Linked DNA regions of Sus scrofa: region 2 is linked to region 1. The links are chromatin contacts, called in public HiChIP or PLAC-seq maps. All regions are on one chromosome and are shown on one strand. Each heading gives the region's core, a stretch centred on a gene start, on an enhancer-like site or on the middle of the called end of the contact. The rest is flanking DNA. Distances are from core to core; before and after follow the strand shown.

Region 1 (4,668 bases), core at 1,809-4,308:
ACAAAGCTCTCTGGGGTCTCTATTATAAGGGTACTAATTCCATGCATGAGGGCCCCACCCTCACGACCTAATCACCTTTCAAAGGTACCACGTCCTCAATCTATCACACTGGGGGGTTAGGATTTCAACATATGAACTTTGGGAGGACACAAACATTCAGTGCATAGCATCAGTTCGTGTTGAAATAAACTCAGTTAGGTTGTTTTTCATTAAATTTTCTAGGCCCAAGAGCTCAACTTTAGGGGGAAAAAATGGCCTGTCTGTACTCTGCAATGCCTTGTACTGAAGTATTCTTCTGTAGAAACAGCTGCATCCTGCTTTCTTAGCTGGCCAGCCTCAGGAGACTTGGAAGATAATGCTTTTTATCATCATTTTTAGGCCATATATACCCTGGACTTTGTAGTTATTTAAACATAAGGGGTTGATGACTTTATTTTTTCTTACAGCTTCTCTTTAGTGAAAAAATAAAAACAGGGTCCATTTTTTCCCTCCTGTCACTCCAGGGCTTACTACTCTGAAACCAAGGATTCAGATGCAAAATGTATATAGAATTTTCAAGAGGGTTTTACTTTTAAAACTTTATCTGGTTACATTGGCTCCACATTTACTCTGTTTCAAAAATAGACCTGAAACTGTCCACAGATGCAAAGGAAAACTGAAAAAAGTCAATCATCTGAGTAAGAAACAGCCCCAAAATAGATTTACTCAACAATTCCACATAAAGATTTTTACCTTAACAATGTACAGAAATTTCACCTCAAGTCCTGATTTTATTTTGCTTATTTGAATATAAAGACTTCAAATTGTTACATGGCTTTAGATTATATTCCTTAAGATTTATTTTTTTAACTCAAAAACAAACATTCAATTATTTTTTTAAAGAAAAGAAAGTGAGTTCCAGCACACATGACCAAAAACGTATTTCATCATGGGGAATTTTCGTTTTTCATTATATTACATTTTAAATTAGAACCATGTTCCCATGCAATCAATAGTCATGCATTGGGTCTGGATACCAAGATGACAAAGACCTGGTCTCTGCCCTCAGTCTGGCAGAAAAAGGCAGATCTGTAAATAATTAAAAGCGATCCAATGGCCTAGTACCATTGATAACATAAAATATGATTAGCACATCAACCAATTGAACTTTTTTTCAGGAAAGCAATAGGGCGACAGCCAAATTTGTGGCATGTTGCCATTGTCCTGGGTATGCTTTTAGCATTAAGAACTTTTAGGCACTAAAGTATCATTTTTACTATGAACTCTTTTACAAGATTATTTTTGTTGCCAGAATCTCACTCATTGTTCTCTTACTTTTCCTGTTTTCTTTCGCTTATAGTTGGGTAACTAGTCAGAGTTATCCAGAGAAATAGAACCAAATAGGATAGATAGAGAGAGAGAGAGAGAGAGAGAGAGAGAGAGAGAGAGAGAGATAGACAGATAGATAGACAGATAGATAGAAAGAAAGGAATAAAGAAGGGGGGGGGAGAAAAAGAGACTTAATATAAGGAATGCGTCTTATGATTGTGAGAGCTGGCAAGGCTGAAATCTGTAGGGTGGACTGGCAATCTTAAGTCCAAAATTTGTGAGGCAGGACTGCAAGCAGGAAACTCAGAGTATGTTGCAGCTTTGGACCAGAATTACTACTTCTTGCTTCTTCTTTTGGAAACCTCAGTCTTTGCTCCTAATGCCTTCTACTGATTGGATGAGGCCCACCTCCACCCACACTGTCATCTGCTTTACTCAAAGTCTACAGATTGCAAATGTTCATCACATCTAGCTAATATCTTCACAGTAACATCAGAATGATTTTTGAGCAAACAACTGGGCATCATAGCCTGGCCAAACTGATACAAAAAAAATCATTCATCCCAGGAACACATGGCACCTTCACTATGATTGTATTTAACCATACAATTATTAGACGTTCTAAGTTTGAAGCTTCCGTTTCTATAAAACATTTTAGCTATATTTTATTTATTACATATATTTTAAATTCTGTAAGAAGAATATGTCTAAAAAATACCATAATTTTGCACGGAAGCATCCAGTCATTTAATACAGCACTTGCAGTGCTATAATTTTTTAATAGGCAGTCTGGACAAAGAGAAAATGATTTCTTTTCATTGAGACAAAGAACACATTATTTTAAAAGACACCACGGTCAAGCCTGCAAATGGCCTCAACTGTTGTTCTATTAACTGCACTTTCCATACCATTTATTTTGGCTCTTAGATGTTCTCTCCTAGGTTTTTGTGTGGTTTACTTTTCATATGTCTGAGTCCTACATCCAGATGACTGTGCCCACAATAGTAGCTGCGTGCTGGGAGCTATGAGAAGTCGCAAGATAAACATGATGTATCTTTTCAAAGCATTAATTAATTCAGCAATTTGTATGGAGCATGGGCAGATTAAATAATTTAACTGAAAAGCAGGTTAAATATTTATCTTTGTAATGCAGCATATAGTTTATTCCTAAGACTGGAATATTTTGAGCTTAGGCCTGGTCCTTTGTGTTATATTCTCAGATCACCTAGGATTTGGGTAAGGCTAAAAAGAATATATTCATTTCTCTTCTGTTTTTTCATGGAAAATTTTGAGAAGCATTATTCAAAGATGATTTTTGTTGAGGTCAAATACTTGAGTTAGGTTAGAACTCGATTAGGGAATGGACTCTGCCCGCCTCTATCCCCCACCCAAATACCGGCTCACCCCCAAACTCAGCCAGTCTTCTCACAACTATGCACTTATCTCATGTGAAACTGTTCCAAACCATAGTAAGTCAGAACGTTCTGTCTCTGCTTTGGGAAAATAATCCAAAGTAACCTCACAAAACAAGGCACCTGGCATAATGGCTGGACCACAAAAATTGCTCAGCAGGTCTCTAACTCAAGGCTCTCCTGTGCATTGGGTGGGTCTGCTGGATAAGAACTGAGTAATATTATCCACCTTGCACTTACCTGAAAGACACACTCAGCCAACTTGATGAACTTGGAGGTTAACTGACCTTTTAGCGTTCTCATCATGTACTGTTGAGTTCTATTTATAGATAGCACAGTCAAATCCTTCCCCAGACTTGCAACTAAAATTTGAGAAGGTGCCAGGCTATTAGAGGCTATGAGCCATGTGCCAGGATTGTCACATCCAGAAACCTGCTCCTTTTGTTTAGGCCAGAATTGAGTCAACTTGTGGGTGGTTAGAGAACACTCAAGGAGAAAGTGGTGTGGCTAATTTGAGAGAATTATCTAAGACTTAGGAGTTACACATATTTAAATTTAGGCTTTGTGGGAATAGAAGGCGGTTTCATTTCCTTATGACTAAATTTTTATTTAATGGTACTAGATAACAATATTGAGTTGCAGATAAGATTACACCACTTACAGGAGGAGTTTTAAAGCTAAAGAAACATTCAGAGAAACAAAGCTGAAGGAAGCACAATCATAAACGAGCAGACCCAAACAAAACCAAACTGAAGCAAAAATACTCTGTGCTTTATACTCACAACGGGAATCAAGATGGTATTTCCACGCCTTAAATTGCTGTAGGCAGAATATTTTTTATGTGCTTGTCCTAAACACTTGTGCCAGCATATTCCTGTTCTTTCCTGGCATAAAGAAGGGCCACTGTTTCTCCAGTTGTGCATGGAATTTTGTGTGACTATTAATTATGCACAGAGTAATACCATGATAAACCACATTGTGGACCTGATTATTTTAGGCGTCAAAATAATAGCATTCAGTGACCACATTGCCACTCCGTAGACACAGTGTTGTCGTCTTTTACATTTTGGTTTCACACATTGAACAAACAGCACCTCTGTTCTTCAGAGTAGGTGTACAATATTCGTTCCATTGTGCCCTAGGGTATATACAGATAAATCGGTCAGCTCCTAGTGGGCGGGAAAGACAAAGCCTCTAGCAAAGGAGGACACATGCAGAAAAACCAACTTTGTTGCACAATTGAGGGAAGCTTGACATTGGAAGTAACACCAGTGCATAAACTTGAAGTAGAAAGGTATGTCCGCCTGATCTACAAAGAGGCTGACGTCTTTGGGAAAATATGACAGGTTCATTGTGCCTGGAGTGTAGGGTTCTTGGTGTGAGGAAGGAGGCAGGGTGGGGATACATGGGATAAAGTGACTATGGCCTAGGTAGTAGCTGACATGGGAGGGCTGTTTATAGGGTTTACCCTTCTTCCCCAAATCACTTGCGACTCTAGTTCTAGGACTGAATGAGTTCCCCATTACCTGTGACTGATTCTGGGAAAGGAGGAGGATCTAATAGAAAACGTAGAGAACAGAGAAGAGATAGAAGCGGCTAATTGATGATGTTTTTCTGCCTTACAGAGGACTCTGATTCCCATGCCGGTGGTCTTTTCCAAGAAATAGAACTCTTTCTAAGACAAATTACTTAATGATTGCCTAACAGGGCTCTGTTTTCTTCTGAAGTTGTCCGTTCTCCCTGCTTTATTATCCTAAACTGTATGAATAACAACCTGCTGTCACTCTGTTCATGGTCAGTGTATTTTTTCACGCCTGAATGGAGTGCCTGGGGTGGTATTAGAATCCACCTGTAAAGATTCAGTTCTTCTGTATACCGGAGGTAATTAGAGACACTGGGAGAGGCATCAGGCTGTGGAAAGAACATGAGGCTCCAAGTCAGAAGTCTT
Region 2 (4,793 bases), core at 2,243-4,742, 160 kb before region 1:
CTTCCCCAGCACATGACTGGGTTCACTTAGGAAACAACTTGTCTGTCGAATCAAGGCTTACTTCTCCCCAGCTCCCTCTTACGCAGTGGCCCCTTTCCAGCAAACGACGCATCTTCTTAAAAGTTGAGCTTAGTTACTTAGTTGTTTTTAAACAACTGCTTAAATAAATTCATCGGGAACAGCATCCTCCTTTTATGAAGCTTGTGTTACCTGTCAGCCACAATACCAAGCGCTTTTCACATTCATACCTCTCTTTGATTATCTATACGAACACTTTGAAGTAGGAATAATTGTTCCATTGTACAGATAAGGAAACTGAGTTCAATAACCTGCCCAAGTTTATTTACACTGCAGGAAAGTGGAGCTAGAACTGGAGAAGAACAAGAAACTCCTGCCACGGTGACTGAAGGATATGTGCCCTTAAAGAGCAGTTATTTAGCACAGTGGACTCACATTAATTTCTTTTGTAAAATTTAATTTTATTAGAGTCTGGTTAACTACCATATGATTCGGCAATCCCTCTCCTGGGCATAAGTCCAAAGAAAACTCTAATTCAAATAGATTAGCAGCCCAGCGTTCATAGCAGCACTGTTTACAATAGCCAAGACATGGACACGACCTAAAAGTCCATCGACAGAGGACTGGATGAAGAAGATGTGGAATCATATTAATTTCTAATTGTAGATTCCCATGAGTTTTGGGGGTGAGGAGCTGATAGTGTCATTCAGTGAGGAAACCTGAACAGTTTCTGTTCCACAGAGAAATAGGATCAGGAGAGGGTTTTTCTGAATGGGCTCTGGCCCGCATCCCGGACACTGCCCCCCTCCCCTTTAGCTGGGTTATGGGGTGGATTTTCAACGACGAGTCAGACACAGTGCTTCAAAATGGACACAGTTAATTACAACCACTAAGGTAGCTGGAAAGAGAGGGACATGCATCTGGAAACAGCCTCCGGTTGCTTAGATCCTATTTAAAACTGTCGTTGACGTCCCTTCAGCTGAGGAGCTGAAGGCATGCTGCTTTTCATCCTAACTGATTTTCTTCACGATTTTCTCCTCAGTGAGCAGGGACCCAAGTTTGCATGCGCTTTATCAGACACACATGCCGTTGACATACAATATGGAAAATCTCTCCTTTGCGTTTGTTTATTTGATGCATCAACTGACAGATTGTGGTTGCTTTTGTCGTCTCTGAGGAGGAAAAAAAAAAAGTCTCGGAAATCTGACTTTATGAAGTTAGATTTCCACCACTGAGAAATATCTTCAGGTTAGGTTTGTTTATAAGGAGTTGCTGTTTCCATTTGCTAGAGCAGCTCTTAAACATTTTTTTAAAGTTGTTTTTTCCAACCACTAAGTGGATCTAAACATTAAGTGTTTCTGAAGCTGGTTTTTCAGCTCCTGGGCTGCTATTAACTTCTGCTGGGTTGAGATGGAAGGTCGCGCCTTGCACCATCCACCGGTCACGAGAGAGCCTAAGATTTGGGAGAAGTTTTGAAGAGGGCTTCTCGTGCTATATTTCTGTGTCATTCACATCAGAACAGGACAGTGTCAACACAAAGTTCCATTGTGTTGTTGGCTGCTCTGGCCCTGCCTCCATCCCACAAAGCCCAGCTCCTCGATCCCCGTGATGGAAGCCGTATTTGCTCCAAGGAGGCCGGCCTGATAAAGCATCTCAGGCAGAGCCCAGCACCCAGAGCCTCCCTTCTCCTAAGAGAAGGGCCCACAGGAGAACTGGAGGGACACGGCTACAGATCTGTGTGAAAGGAGGAAAGATGGAAAACCACACAGCCTCAGAATCCAGGCCCTTCAAGAGTAAGATGGGCCTGCCCCACAGGAAAGGAAAAACGAAGCCTGCTGTGGTTTTGTGTAAGAATCTATTTCTCTTGCTTTCTTAGAATTGACATTACTGGACAGTCTCAGAAACTTTCTCCCCACACCAGCTACAGCCTGAGCAGGAGGGGTCCCGGGAAGCTCGCAGGTACAGGGAGGTGTGCAGATCAGAACCTGTCTCCTTTAGGCTACACACCTTCTGTTACACTCTGTTATTGAAATGATTACTAAGGATTGGTCCCCAGTGAGCAAGGAACATTTTCTATCACTTTCTCCCTGTCCCCTCCCTGCACCACACATGTATGTACACACACACACACACACACACTCACCCATACACATAAATAACTCTTCTATTTTGTCAGCTTTCAGTCATACATTTCCCCAAATTCACAGCCAGGTCCCTCTGGCAAAGATACAGTGAGAAATATTCCCATAGCATTCTCAACGCAAAAGAAATTTCCTCAAAATTCCATCATTTTATCCTGATTTTTAAATTCTCCTTGGCTCTGAGCATTTAGGAGAAAGAGCAAGAGAATACATGAATCGATGACTTTAGGAACACTTCCTGTAGGATTCTCTGAAATCAAGGCTAATAATCAAGAGGTAGAGAAGACAGAACAAAGGAAAAAATCTCTGTGTGTCTACCATGAGACCAACCTGGATTTTCATGACTTCTGTTTCCCTGATCTTTTTTAAAAAACTGGTGATACAGCAACAAAAAACAAAACAAAAACCAAAAAGCCCAAGTGCAGAGCTGATGATATCGGATTGTTTTGATTGCTGGAATGTCACCTTGCCAGTAAGACAACAACCCCACTCCAGGTAGGCCTGGGGGTTTTGGGGCTGAACTGAATTATTCTGATTTAGCAAGACACACAGGTCCACGGATTTCCGAGTCACCGCTAACCCACCTTCCTTTACAGCAGGCTCTCTGTAGCCAGCTTATTCCTTGTTCAGCCTTTGTCCCATGAGAGATATAAATTTAGAAGAGAAACCTGTAGGTAATTAACAGTCTGGCGTGTCTGTCATTCCTTTGATAAAATGTGTTGGGTGTGGTTTCTCGACATGCAGTTGATAAAATGCACTGGTGGTGTTCCATTTCATTTGACTTTCCATTAGCTTTTTTTTTTTTTTTTTTTTCCAATGAGAATGTCTTAATGGCCAGCTTCTGTTTTCAATCACGGGGGACATTTCTATGGATTTATTTATTTATTTTTTTTACATTTTCCAATAAGAAACATATTCTGATCCTTTAAAGGTTAGAAGTAAAGTATGGGAGCGTGGGTGATACTCAGAAGAAAAGCTTCCCTGCTGGCTTAAATTAGCAAAAGTGTACATGCATGTGTGTGCCTGTGCCTGTGTGTGTGTCTGTGTGTGTGCATGTACATGAGACTGCCTCTTTGAGGTCTTCACTGACTCTAGACTCAGGCACAGAGATCCTGTCATATTCCTTATTGTTCGATTCTTACACAGCTTGAATAATCTGTGCCTGGAGAAAGAGCACCTCGCGTCGTTCAACTGTTTGACTCTAGCTTCATACTCATTAAAAAAATGCAGAAATCTTTGGGGGGATGTGAATGTGGAATTGCAGCCTGCACGTCGCAATACACTTATGGGATGAGGTTCTACATGGGACTGAGCTGACGAGCCTGCCAGTGGAAAGAGCACTGGGGTGATTTCCAGCTCACAGCTTTGAAACGCTGAGTCATCTGGATAAATCGCCCAGCTTTTTAACCCGCAGAAGCCTCCGCAAGTAAATATGTGCAGTGACCACTGAGGATGAACTGCGAAGCTTCTCTGGAGAGAAGACTATTTGCCCAGCCCTGGTTTGCTCTCCAAAGGAGCCCAGCCAGCCTGTGCTTCACGGCTCTTGGCGGGCTGGGGCAGGAGGCACAGACCTCCAGGTGCCTGTTACCATGTCCCTGTACCTGTCGTTGACCTTGAGATGCTGTCCCTGCTCTGAATTCTCTGCCCTTCCTTCCTCCGATCCAGTGAGGATCCAGAACTTTGACCTGTGTCTCGTGCATTCACATTCTCACTCGGGCCAGTGTCAATGTCTCAACTGAAGGCCGGTCTCCTCTTCCGACCCTCAGACGAGTTGCGGCTTTTGGCTCTCTGCCTCGAGCTCTCTGTGTAACTTCTGATTCTTGAATGTCTTCAGCCTTGCATTCCGTGGGGGTCTGTTGCCTGAGGAGCGGGTTTGGAGGCCCACTTGTGACACTGGGCCACTTCTGGACCGCATCCTGATGGGATGCACCTCTTGGTCCGCCCTTTCCCAGGGTCTCCACACCCTGTGAGAGTCCCGCTCCTCCACTCAGAGAGGTTTGCACGCACAGAACGGAACTGGCCAATGCTGAAAGGCAAGCCTCACTTTTGCGAATCCTGAAACTGGCAGCAGACCTGTGACCTGTTCTCCAGGCCTGGGACACTTTGTTACTTGCAATAGACTCCCATTTGTGGGGGCCATTGCTGTCCATGGTTGCTACCACGGTGGTCTGGGTCGCAGGGACCTCCGCTGGCAGCTGCTGACCTTAGCACAGGAGGCTGGAGTGACAGACGCCTTTGGTTGCTTACTCAACAGCTGTCATTACCACCCTACCCCCAACCCAGTCCTTGTTTGCAAACAGGACCCTGAGTGGCCGTAAGCCAAGTCCCAGGGGGTGAGTCATCATTCTGTAAGCCAATCATAGTAATCTGAACCCTTTCTGCTCCCTGTTTATTTTCTAAGCCTCCCTTGCAGCCTTATAGCCATGGGATGTTGTTATCATATAAGGGAAAATCTGCTGGGAGTGTTTGAAAAATGCTTTGTGGGCAGTAAGAGAAGCAGATTTGTGAGGTGGCCCAAGTGCCAGAATGTGTAAGTAGATGCCAGAGCCCAACTGCCTGGTCCGAGTTCCAGCTCTCTTGTTCCTGGGTAAGTTAATTCATCTCTTCATGCCTCCATTTTCCCATCTGTGAAAT

Evidence for each region. HiChIP or PLAC-seq counts read pairs in DNA pulled down with a chosen protein or histone mark.
Region 2: a contact with region 1 is called in an H3K27ac HiChIP or PLAC-seq map of skeletal muscle. The contact joins two enhancer-like sites. A contact is called at or near these places in 3 of 47 Hi-C or Micro-C datasets (all in liver) and 1 of 2 datasets of contacts at active chromatin or transcription factors (skeletal muscle).

Annotation. Positions count from the first base shown.
Region 1 is chr12:10,439,386-10,444,053 of Sscrofa11.1, reverse strand. The region is part of intron 2 of KCNJ16 (inward rectifier potassium channel 16); the gene reads left to right. Among named protein-coding and RNA genes, the nearest start is that of KCNJ2, 85 kb to the right of the region's middle. Within about 2 kb of position 3,058, at least 3 of the 83 cell types and tissues checked have an H3K27ac peak or open chromatin away from gene starts, as enhancers often do. A contact at or near this core is called in skeletal muscle, where this site is marked.
Region 2 is chr12:10,598,365-10,603,157 of Sscrofa11.1, reverse strand. No RefSeq gene overlaps it. Among named protein-coding and RNA genes, the nearest start is that of KCNJ16, 62 kb to the right of the region's middle. Within about 2 kb of position 3,492, at least 14 of the 83 cell types and tissues checked have an H3K27ac peak or open chromatin away from gene starts, as enhancers often do. A contact at or near this core is called in skeletal muscle, where this site is marked.